Regions from separate parts of the Mus musculus genome. Here regions 2 and 3 are each linked to region 1. The links are chromatin contacts, called in public ChIA-PET and Micro-C maps. All regions are on one chromosome and are shown on one strand. Each heading gives the region's core, a stretch centred on a gene start, on an enhancer-like site or on the middle of the called end of the contact. The rest is flanking DNA. Distances are from core to core; before and after follow the strand shown.

Region 1 (3,432 bases), core at 652-3,151:
CTGGCCCTGACCAAGCATGCTGCTTTCTTTGCCACTTTCCTGACCTTGATTTTTGAGTTCCTTCTTCCTCCCAGATCCTTGGACCTTTCAGCTGGTTATTATTCCCTCTAAGGAACAAGGCTGACTACCCAAATTCCTCCTTTGGCACAGATGCCAGATTTAGCGACGGACGCAGAGACATTGAGAGAAAGAACCGGAGGCACACGTGGGGGAGCCCTCACCTCTAGTTTGCTGTTATCCAGGCCAGACAAAGACATTTCCTCCATTTTCATTTGTAAACTCTTGTGGAGACGGCGCTCTGACTGCTCATAGCACAGCGGGCGGCAACACGGCTGCACACATGGAGGTGGGGGTGTTGGTGTGAGTCCAAGACACCTCCAGAGACTGCCACCTCCCCTCCCCACCTCCAAGCCCAGGGCTTAATCCTGGCATCAGTGTGTCTCCCTCCCCAAGGCCCCGTTCACTAGGTCTAGATGGTCCTTCAGGGCCTGAGAACCAGAGGTGGCCTAGTCCTTCCCAGGCCTAAGCTCAGGCCCTGAACTGTACTGCCTTGCCAATCAGACTCTAGGTCTATAGGAGGCAGCAGCTCATCCCAGGTACCCAAAACTCAAACCCCTCTTTGATACCCATGGTGCAATGCAGCAGGGGGAGGAGAAGGAACTCTAAGGCCTCAAAGCAAACCCACAGGGTGTGGCAAAGAACTGCACAGACTCCTCAAGACAACCCCCGTTTCCCTAAGGGCTGTCATAGTCACCTCTGCTTTCAGCCAGGATGTCCACTTGGGGGGGTACTGCTACCAGAAGTAGGAATGGCCCTAACACCCTACAACCTTCACCCCACTCTGTCTTCTCTTAAAATAAGCCTGCCACTCTACGAGAGGAACAGAGCCCAGAGAAGCCTACAGGCAAAGGGCATTTCCAGCCACCAAGAACGTGAGCAGAGGAGAGCCCCGTGGTACGCACGCGAGTGGGCACTCCCCTTACCTGTTCTTTTAGATCGCACCCTCCCTCCCTCAGGACCAGCCCGGAAGTCTCTCCAAGAGCCCCAAAGTCCAAAAACCCCACCGTAGGATTCAGAAACAGTGCCCACAGTTCGGGGCCCCACTGAAGAGTGGGTACGAGTTTAAGAAGCTGCCGGCCTCGAGTGGGGTGGGGACTGACAAATGAGCCAGGGGCACTGGGAAGGGGAGCAGGCCGTGTCGCGGCTCTTCTCCCGTCCTTGCGGCACTGCTGCTGCATCATACCGACTGGGGGGAGGAGAGCCGAGCCGCCCATAGGCCGGCGGCGGGCCGGGACAGACCGACCCCCAGAGAGTAAGCAGAGTGGGACGCGTCCCGACCCCACTAGGTCGCCGCCTGCCCAGATCCCGGACGGGCCGGGGAGAGGATTCCGGGAGGGTGTCTCTATTGTCCCGGGGGCTGGGGCCTGGCTCCCTAACAAAGGCCCCGCGCCCCCTCCCCGGCCGGCCCTGCCCCGCCCAAGGAGGACCCAGCCAGGGGGAGACCGGGGGGCCCCGGCCCGGCCGGGAAGCCGGGGAAAGCCGGGCGTTTCCGCGTCGGCCCTGGGGGAGGGGAAGGGGCGCTGACCCAGACCTGGGGGGAGGGGGCCCAAGCCCCGCCTCGGGCCCCGCCCCCCGCCCCCCGCAGGCCCCTCCCCCGTCCCTGTTCTGTACTCACCCCGCCCGGGGGGCCGCGCCGGGGCCCGGCGGCCTCTCAGGGCCGCGTCCTCCGGCGGCGGCGGCGACGGCGGCTGCTCCGGAGCCCCATGTCCGTCGGTCCGTCCTCGCCTCTCCCCGGGGCCCGGGGCCCGGGGCCGGGGGGTCGGGCTGCCCCCCCGCCTCGCCGCCTCACCGGGCGGCCATGGCCCCTTCCCCTCCCTTCTCGTCCCGTCGCCGCCTCCTCCTCCTCACCTCACCCCGCCCGCGCGCAGTCCGCGCGCCGTCCGCGCGCCCCTCCCCCCGCCCCCCACTCCAGCCCGCCTCTCCCGGGCGGGGGGTGCGGCGCGAGCCCGGAGCGCGCGCGCGTGCCGCGACCGGAGGATGGATGGATGGAGCGAGCGAGGACGCGAGCGTGCGCGCGCGCGCCCCTCTCCCCCCTCCCTCGGCGCGGGCGCGAGGCCAGGCGCGAGCGCGCTCCAACCTCCTCCTCTTCCTCCTCCCGCCCCTCCTCAACACCCCGCCCTCGCCCTCCCTTCCTCTTCCTCCTTTCGCTTTCGCGCGCCCAGCGACTGCTCGCGCCTGCTAGAAGGGCCCGAGCGCGTGCATCTGCCCCGCGGCCGCAGCTCGGCAGCATTTGCTCCAGGGGGCGGGGACCGGGAGGGGAGGAGGGGCGCCACGCCGCCGTCCAAAGTACCGGCGGACGGGACCTGGGGCGGGGAGATGGGTGGGGCCTCCGTAGACGAGTCCGGCCAATCGCGGAGTGTCCTCGGCCCGGGAGGCCCAATAGGCTCGAGGTGGGTGGGGCAGCGTTCAAGGTGAGGTGCGCGGTGCGCCAGGGGCGGAGACTTGGTGCCGTCCCGGCCGGCTCGGGGGCGGAGGCAACGGGGTGGCGTCGAAAGAGAGCGCCGGCTCCCAGCCGAGCCTGGGACGCCTTCCGGCCCAGGCATCCCCGCCCTTCCCGCGGGGTTCCCTGCTCTGCTCCCCGGTCGCTCCCCCACTTTGACCGCGAGGCATACAGTCAGTTGTGTGAAGAGTCTGGGCTTGAAATGGGGTGCAGTTAGGCGCTCAGGAAGGAACAACCTTAAAAGGGGCTGGTCTGCATTCGTTCTCTGGGTTTCGGAGTGGGTCACCAGCCACCCCAGGCCTCCGAACCGAAAAGAACCCAAGGGAGAAGGTTCACTGCGGAGTGCAAGCTGCGCCCTTCTGAGTCGAGCGCGCTCCCGCCCTTATCCTAATTTAGATCCCACACCTGCTCGCCTTTCCTGCTTCCGGAGCCCACGCTGGACCCTCCACCTCTCAGACAGACTGCTTAGCACTGGCCAGACTCTGCCTACACTAAAAGCTGCTCCGCTGGGAGTGGCCTTACCCTCCATCTCTCGCCTCTTTAGCTTCGGGAGGAAAGGTCCTTTTCTCAGCCACCCAAGGTGTTTAGATCTGCGCTCACATGTACGTGGCCGTGTCTACAGCCTCGAGACTTTTGCGTGCCAGGCCTCTAGCTTCAGATAAAATTAAACTCTGGAATCACGTACTTTGAGACCATCTTTGGTTCTTCGCTCTTCAGCAAACATGTATGGAGGTTCTTGGTAGATATTTCGAAGCGGATAAGACCACACGTTAGTTCTGAATTTAACTTGGTGGACCAGGCAAAAGACCTTCTTACGCCTCTTTTGTCCATTACCAGAGGACATAATGATAGTACCTATTTCATAGGAAAGACTTAACAATTAAGTTTATGCCTAGCCACTCCTTTTACCACAACAGAGAGAGGTAGAGAGA
Region 2 (3,432 bases), core at 694-3,193, 560 kb before region 1:
GTGCTCCCTGCATGCTAACCAAGCACTCTACCAAACAAGCTACAACCCCAGTACTCAAAAGAAGATAAAATGTAACACACTGTCCTGTAAGCCTCCCCCAGTTCGTGTGGCCGCGGGTGGCTACAGTGTCCTGTTCATGTTTACTCTTGAGACATACACACAGCAATTCTCAAACAATTCTGAAAGTTGTTACCATGACTACATGTTATGATTCTATAGCGTTTTTGTGTGGTTGTTAATAGGGTCTTTCTTGCTAGGTAGCTCAGGCTGGCCTCAAACTCACCATGTAGTTACTAAGGCTGACTTTCTGTCTCCTGAGAAGTGCTGGGATTTACCAGGCATGATTTACACCTGGGATATTAGTCTTTTCATTTAGCTTTAGCTGTCCCAGAACTCACTATGTTGACCAGGTTAGCCTAGGACTCACAGAGATCTGCCTGCCTCTAGCTCCCAAGTACTGGGATTAAAATCGAGTGCAGCCATGTCCAATTTAGAGTCTTTTCTGATAGAGCTTTAAAAAACAGCTCCCAATCTCTTTGTCCTTTCTTCTTGTTAAGTGTTAAAAGTGCAGCTGGATAGAAATATGAAGTTTTAGTAGCAAGGAGATGTAGAGAAAGAAGGGTCAAGTGGAATTAACTCCTGAAACCTAACTCCATACTGGCAGATAAGCAAGCAGCATCAAGGGCAGACTTTCTCATTCTGTTCACGGAGAAAGGAAGGAAGGAAGGAAGGAAGGAAGGAAGGAAGGAAGGAAGGAAGGAAGGAGTGAGTCCTGGAGAAATGGCTCATGGTTCTGAGCACTGGTCACTCTTCCAGAGGATCTGGGTTCAATTTCCAGCACTCACACCGAAGCTCACAACTATCTGTTACTCCAGTTCCAGGGGATCTGACATCCTTACACAGACATGAATGCAGGCAAAACCATGTATAGGAAATAAAAACAAGTAAGTTATAAGGAAGGGAAGGGCATCAGGAACTCAGATGGCAATGTACTAAATCCTTGGGAACCTGGAAACACGGAACTACTGTGATAGTCCTTTGCCTGCAATTTTGAGAGAGGTTCTCACTGTGTAACTTTGGCTGACTTCAGTCTCAGAGAACAGCTTGTTTCTGCCCTCCGAGTGCTTCAATTAAAGGAGAGCACCAGCCTGCCCAGCTTCCCTGCAACTCGTTATCACTGAAGTGTTCCCAATAATTCAAAGACACAGTAGTGCAACAGAGTCAGCCAACAGTAGCAGAGGGGGCTCATTTTCTGTCTTTTGACTGATGGGAGGGCTACTCACCTTAGAGGAAGTATTTTCTTGTTTTTTACACAGAATACTAAGACATGGGAAACCCTTCATCTTCATTGCAAGGTTCTGCCAAAGGGAAAAGTAAAAGTTGGGACACCTGAATTTATGACCTCAGGTTCACAACACAGCTGACATTTAGAGAAGCAGATTTTAAGAGGACTGAGGGTTTTGGCAACAGGAATGCTTGAGATAAGCTTTGCTGGACCACTCGCAGTTTGGGGGGGTTATAACAGCAACTAATATTTTCAGTGTGCCTACTGTGGCTCAGCCACTTTGCATATCTATTTCATTTAGACCGTATTATCCGAGTTTACAGATAAGCAGCCAGAATCTAGCGTCTGCTGGTGTAAGGTCACTTGAGATCACTTGCCATGAGGTCAGGAACTGAGCTGATCAAGGACAAGCCAACTTGCTTTTCCGAGGCGCTGTTCAGTCGCGCAGGCCACGGTCGCCCTCTGCTGACGGATCACAGAGGCGCGCTGAGATTGATCCTTAAAAAAACCTAAAGGCGGGTGGAGTCTTCCCCCCCGCTAGAGGCCGCCACTGAACGAACAGCGTAACTCAGTGCGTCTGGCCCGTCTGTGGGAACTTCCTGCCAGATCTCGCTGATCCTTACAAAGACGGTTAACTTTACTTGACGTCCCTGTAAACAAAAGAGACGAGCGCCGACCCGGAAGTGGAAGCTGTGGCTTCGCGTTCTGGCCGGCCGGAAGGAGACCAAAGGGAAGTTGTAGCCATGGCTGTAGCCGTGGCCGCCGCCGGGGTCCTAATGGGCTCGGAGCCCGGCCCGGCGGAAGAACTCGCTAAACTTGAGTACCTGTCTTTGGTGTCGAAGGTTTGCACGGAGCTGGACAATCACTTGGGCATCAACGACAAGGATCTGGGTGAGCTGGAGGAAGGTCCCGATGGCTTTTGATTTTGGGGGTGAGGGAGGCAGGAGAGAAGCGGTTGATGGTGTGTGTGTGTGTGTCTGTCTGTCTGTGTCTGTGTGTGTGTCATCGTGACTTGGGCTCCGGGAACCTGTGGCGGTGGCCTCTGCTTGAGAACCATCCGGTCCGAGCTATTAGAAACCATTTCTGTGAGCTGCCGGTGAAGGCTGGGGCAGCAATTTCTGCTCGATTGTTGTTTTTCAGTTCTGGGGGGCGAAATAGCTTTAACAATAGCAGCAGCAGCAGCCCCCGCGAAGATGATGGTTGTAATTACGGCCAGTAATTTTTAGAAGCTCACAAGATATTATGGGTAGCTCTTCATCTACATTATCTTGTTTGGTCTTCGCACAGTCAGGCAGTAGTCAGCATCTACTTCGAGCTTGTGCTTTGAGCCGTGCTCTTAAATTAGTTACATCTTCTTATCTCTCACATACTAGTCATTAGATGTTTAAGGGCAAACTGTGACTAGGGGACCCAGAGAGAAAATAAGAAAGGCTCGGGGCCCAGATCGTAATTATATGCATAGCCGGAGCCCTTGTGAAAATGAGAGGCCGAGTATGTGAATTAGAAGCATGAGGGGAACACTTCCGTTTGATAGGTACAGGGTTGGGTGGTGTTGGGCTTTTTCAGAATGTCCTCAAAAGTAAATGACAGCCAGGCAGGCGCCTAGGATCTCAGGCTTGGGATGTGAGGGCAGAATGATTAGTAATTCCAAAGTCACACGTAGATAATCTGAGGGTAGCTTGGGCATGGTATGTATCAGGGTATGACCCGTCACAAAAAACGACGACAAAGCCGGGCAGTGGTGGCGCACGCCTTTAATCCCAGCACTTGAGAGGCAGAGGCAGGCGGATTCCTGAGTTCTTTTATAATTTAATTATTATCTGAGTCCATTTATAATTCCTTTTTTTTTTTTTAACAGCTGAATTTGTCATCAGTCTTGCTGAGAAAAATACTACCTTTGATACTTTTAAGGCTTCTCTGGTCAAAAATGGTGCAGAATTCACAGTATGTATATCTGAAGATTCTTTGTTTCCTTTTTGTTTCTTTGGTGTTGCTACTGAATTTAAATTTTGATCGCACTAAAGGATTTTTAAGTAGGAAGGAGCGATTTGTGCATATCAAGTAAATAAGCCATCAAATGTGTAAAGTTGCGTTGCTGGCCAGGGAGCCAGATTCCTTCCCCACTGTCCTAGGAGAATGCCGCAGGA
Region 3 (3,432 bases), core at 695-3,194, 520 kb after region 1:
CAGTAGGGAGTTCAAAGCCACCCTAGGCTGCATACCAAGTTCCAGATCAACCCATGCCACACAATGATAGCCAGCTTCAAAGAATAACATTAAAAAGTAAAATGTAATCTTTAATGAGATCATCTCACTGTTGTAGGAAACACTTTGGTTAAACACATTCCATGGGTCTGTAAGCTAACCCTTTGCCAAGGTGTACTGAGAGCCAACTCCAGACTTTGTAAAACAAGAATTTACTGCTTGTATGTGAGCCAGTATTCAATACCTCCTCATCCATTCTTTAGCAAAGGAACAGAACTAATAGGATGAAACCAATGTTTTGGAACCATAACACATCAGAACACATTTGCAGAACTTATAATGCCAGTTTTCTCTCCAAAACGCCCTTTGCCTACTCTGCACCCGAAGATCTGGCATCACAAATCGTTTTACCCTTTACCCCGAAGACTGTTCTAATTCCTTTCATTCTGCCATTACACAGCCCTTAAGAAACTCAAAGTAGCTGCAAATAAATCCTGCTGGCCCCAAACAAAACCTGCAATTTTTAACAAAAACTCACAATTAATTTAGTTACAAGCTAAGCAATCAAATTCGTGGGGCCTTTTTTGTTTCTCTTTGTTTTGCATTTTTTGCTCTGAAAAATACCTGCAAACTGTTTACAAGGGGGAAGGATTAATCCCCAAATTACATTATTAATCCTCTTCCTACAGTTACTCATGTACTACAGACAAAATGATTTCTGCCTAACAGAACTAAAGTCTTTCGTTTACAAGGCTTTTTGTACAGCGCTTTCACATATATCCACTTGTAAGGGTGCACAACAAAAGCAATAACTTTTAGACTTAAGACACATACAAGATAACTTATCCAGAATTTGGTCTACCTTGAGTTCCTCGATTGCACCTAGTGTGGACGAGAACAAAATAAAGCCCGAGCACAATGAAATCTGTGGCGTTGCCAGTCCCCGAGGACCAAAAGGAAAATGTCTTCAAATGACAAAAACCAAACTCATCCCACTTCGCAAAAGAAAAGCAATCCCAAATAATCCGCAAAGCGGGGACCGGCGGGGGAGGACCCCAAATTCTAAACATGGGTCATGTAAATCTTTTCAACTCGAAACTCCAAACGCGGCAGCCAGCCCAATCACAGCATTAGCGCCTCCTCTCTATTTTCAATCTGGAGACTCAACGAAGAACAATTAAAAAAAAAAAAAAAAAGGCCACAGCAGAGCTCCAAAGTTTTCCGAAGTGAGAATAAAGTCATCTCAAGTAAAGAAAAGGCGTCCAGCAAGAGGCGACGGGCCGGGTCCTCCCGCCAGCCCCTCTCCCGCTCCGCAGCGCTCGAACCAAACCTCCAGTAAAAAAGGGGGGAAAAAGAAACCTCCGAGGGGGACAGAGGACCCGCCGGAGCCCGCAGCACGCCGCCGAAGAGCGGCCCAGGCCGTCAGACAAAGACGAGCCCGCCCAGCGCCAGCCCGGCCGGGTCCCCCAACCGCCCCGAGGAGTTGCGGGAGCACCGCCGCCCGCTCCCGGCCCGCCCGAGCCGTTTCCCTCCCAATTTGGGAACCGCGCGCCTGGGGACAAAGAGGGCGGGCGCGCCGGCGGCGGGACGCGGGTGGCGACGCCCCTCGGGGCTCGGCGGGCGCTCCTTCCCGCCCTGCCGCCCCCAGGAACCCGGCCCGCCGCCGCCGCCGCTTTCGAGGCGCCTCAGAGTTCGCCCGGCCGCGCCCGGCCCGGGGCCCCTCAAGCCGCCGCTCACCCGGCGGTGGGCGCCCCCGAAGCCGCCTCCTCCGCCGGGCCTCGGCCCGTCCCGCCGGCCGCCGCCTCATGGGCCCCGCGTCGCCATCACCTTCGCCGCCTCGCCGCCGCCGCCACCGCCGCCGCCTCCTTCGCCTCAGCCTTCAAGCCGAGGCTGAAGCCGCTCCGGCCGCGCCCGCCGCCTCCCTCTCTCCCGCTCCCGCCGCCGGGACCCGCGGGGAGGCGCCTGCGCACTGCGTGCCGCGGTGGGGGTGGGGGCGTCCCGTCTCGGCCTGGGAGCGGGGGCGCGGCTGCACGTGCGCCTCGAGTGGGAGGGGGCGCCCGGAGCGCGCGGCCCCGCGCCGGCGCCAACTTTCCGTGACCGGCCGCGCGCGTTCCCGGGCGGTCCCGTACGCGGCGGGGCGCGCGGTGGCGGGAGGACCCCTGCGCGGGGAGCCCCGGTGGGCGGCTGACTTCGAGCGCCGCGGGCTCATTTCCTGTGGCGTGATTCCCCGGAGGAGCCGGCCAGTGACAGCGTGATGGAGACACGCCTCACCTGAGTTTCCAGGGTCGGACCGCAGAGCTCCACCGTTATCTCGTGCGCTAGGTCAGGGCCTTGGTCCAGCGGATCTCGGGATGCTCATGGCCGTTCTAGGCTCTGCTCTGCAGTTGCTCGAAAAACCTCCGGGGCTTCTCGGCCAACCATCCCCGCCTGGTGGAATCATGGTTTTTACAGGCGTTCTGCATAGTTTTGAGGTCCTGGATTTCTCGGATTAGTAAGACCCTAATAGGCCATTTCCTCTTAACTCCTTGCATCCCAGCGGGATCCCAATTACAAGACTTGAAATGCACATGGACAGGAATTCCCCTGGCCGAAACTGCGGGTTAAGAAAAGGAAAACTAGCGGGAGAGACGGCTCAGCGGCTATGCAGTTTGTACTACTGTTGCAGAGAATCTTCTACACCCACGTTGTGTGGTTCACAACCACCTGTAACTCCAGCCTCTGGAGGATCCGACTCTCTCGGGGCACCTATATCGATGTGCACATACCTACACATAGACCCAGAGACACATAATTAAAAATAATAAAAAATAAATCTTTATTAAAAAAGAAACGAGAAATTCCCCTAAATACTTTAACGAGATTGAGACTGGGTGGTGAAAGGCAGTTTACCAAAGAGATGGGAGGGGAGGGCCATTCCTGTACTCTAGAATTACAAATGGATAGGCTTTTTAAAAGTTTTGCCCCTGGACAGGGATGAAATTAAACACTAACAAGTGAGGCGACTTGTGGATCAAATTTCTCCCGAAGCTAGGTCACAGGTTGGGATGAAAAGGGATGGTCCATTGCCTACCCACACCCTCCGAAATTTTGTTTGGTTGCTATGATGTGTGTGGTTTTTTTTTTTTTTTTTTTTAGGAAAGTGCCCAAATTTTTAAATCCTTTTTTTTTTTTTTTTTTTTTGGCTTCTCTCTAAAAATCAAAGAATGTGCTCACTTTGAGCCTCATGTTTCATTTTTGATATTTTGTTTGATTTTTTATGAAACGAAGTCCCATTATAGCACAGGCTGATCTCAGACTCGACCTGTGGCTGAGAGCTAGCTTTGAAGTCTTGATGCTCCTGCCTTTGTCTCAGGAGGCGGGGTCTAAGGCAGACACCACCCCCACTGTGCTGTGCTCTGAACCTTTATTTTTGTT

What was found. Hi-C and Micro-C count contacts between places; a contact is called where the count stands out from the background. ChIA-PET counts read pairs in DNA pulled down with a chosen protein or histone mark.
Region 2: an RNA polymerase II ChIA-PET map of memory CD8 T cells shows a contact between it and region 1, with 8 read pairs. The contact joins the promoter of Dhx8 here to the promoter of Atxn7l3 in region 1. A contact is called at or near these places in 2 of 115 datasets of contacts at active chromatin or transcription factors (memory CD8 T cells and pancreatic cancer cells) and 1 of 9 other capture datasets (liver).
Region 3: a Micro-C map of embryonic stem cells shows a contact between it and region 1, with 8 times the contacts expected there. The contact joins the promoter of Gjc1 here to the promoter of Atxn7l3 in region 1. A contact is called at or near these places in 1 of 484 Hi-C or Micro-C datasets (embryonic stem cells) and 1 of 115 datasets of contacts at active chromatin or transcription factors (bone marrow-derived macrophages).

The regions. Positions count from the first base shown.
Region 1 is chr11:102,294,728-102,298,159 of GRCm38.p6, forward strand. Atxn7l3 (ataxin 7-like 3) reads right to left here and starts at 1,902. Exons shown (of 13, transcript NM_001098837.1): 1 at 1,676-1,902; 2 at 222-332. The coding sequence starts at 272. It overlaps Gm33851 (cyclin-dependent kinase 13-like), which reads left to right and starts at 1,662. Exons shown (of 2, transcript XM_030246466.1): 1 at 1,662-2,450; 2 at 2,897-3,190. The coding sequence starts at 2,038. The coding sequence ends at 2,969.
Region 2 is chr11:101,731,013-101,734,444 of GRCm38.p6, forward strand. Dhx8 (DEAH (Asp-Glu-Ala-His) box polypeptide 8) reads left to right here and starts at 1,944. Exons shown (of 23, transcript NM_144831.2): 1 at 1,944-2,176; 2 at 3,144-3,229. The coding sequence starts at 2,029.
Region 3 is chr11:102,817,215-102,820,646 of GRCm38.p6, forward strand. It overlaps Gjc1 (gap junction protein, gamma 1), which reads right to left and starts at 1,945. Exons shown (of 3, transcript NM_001159382.1): 1 at 1,756-1,945.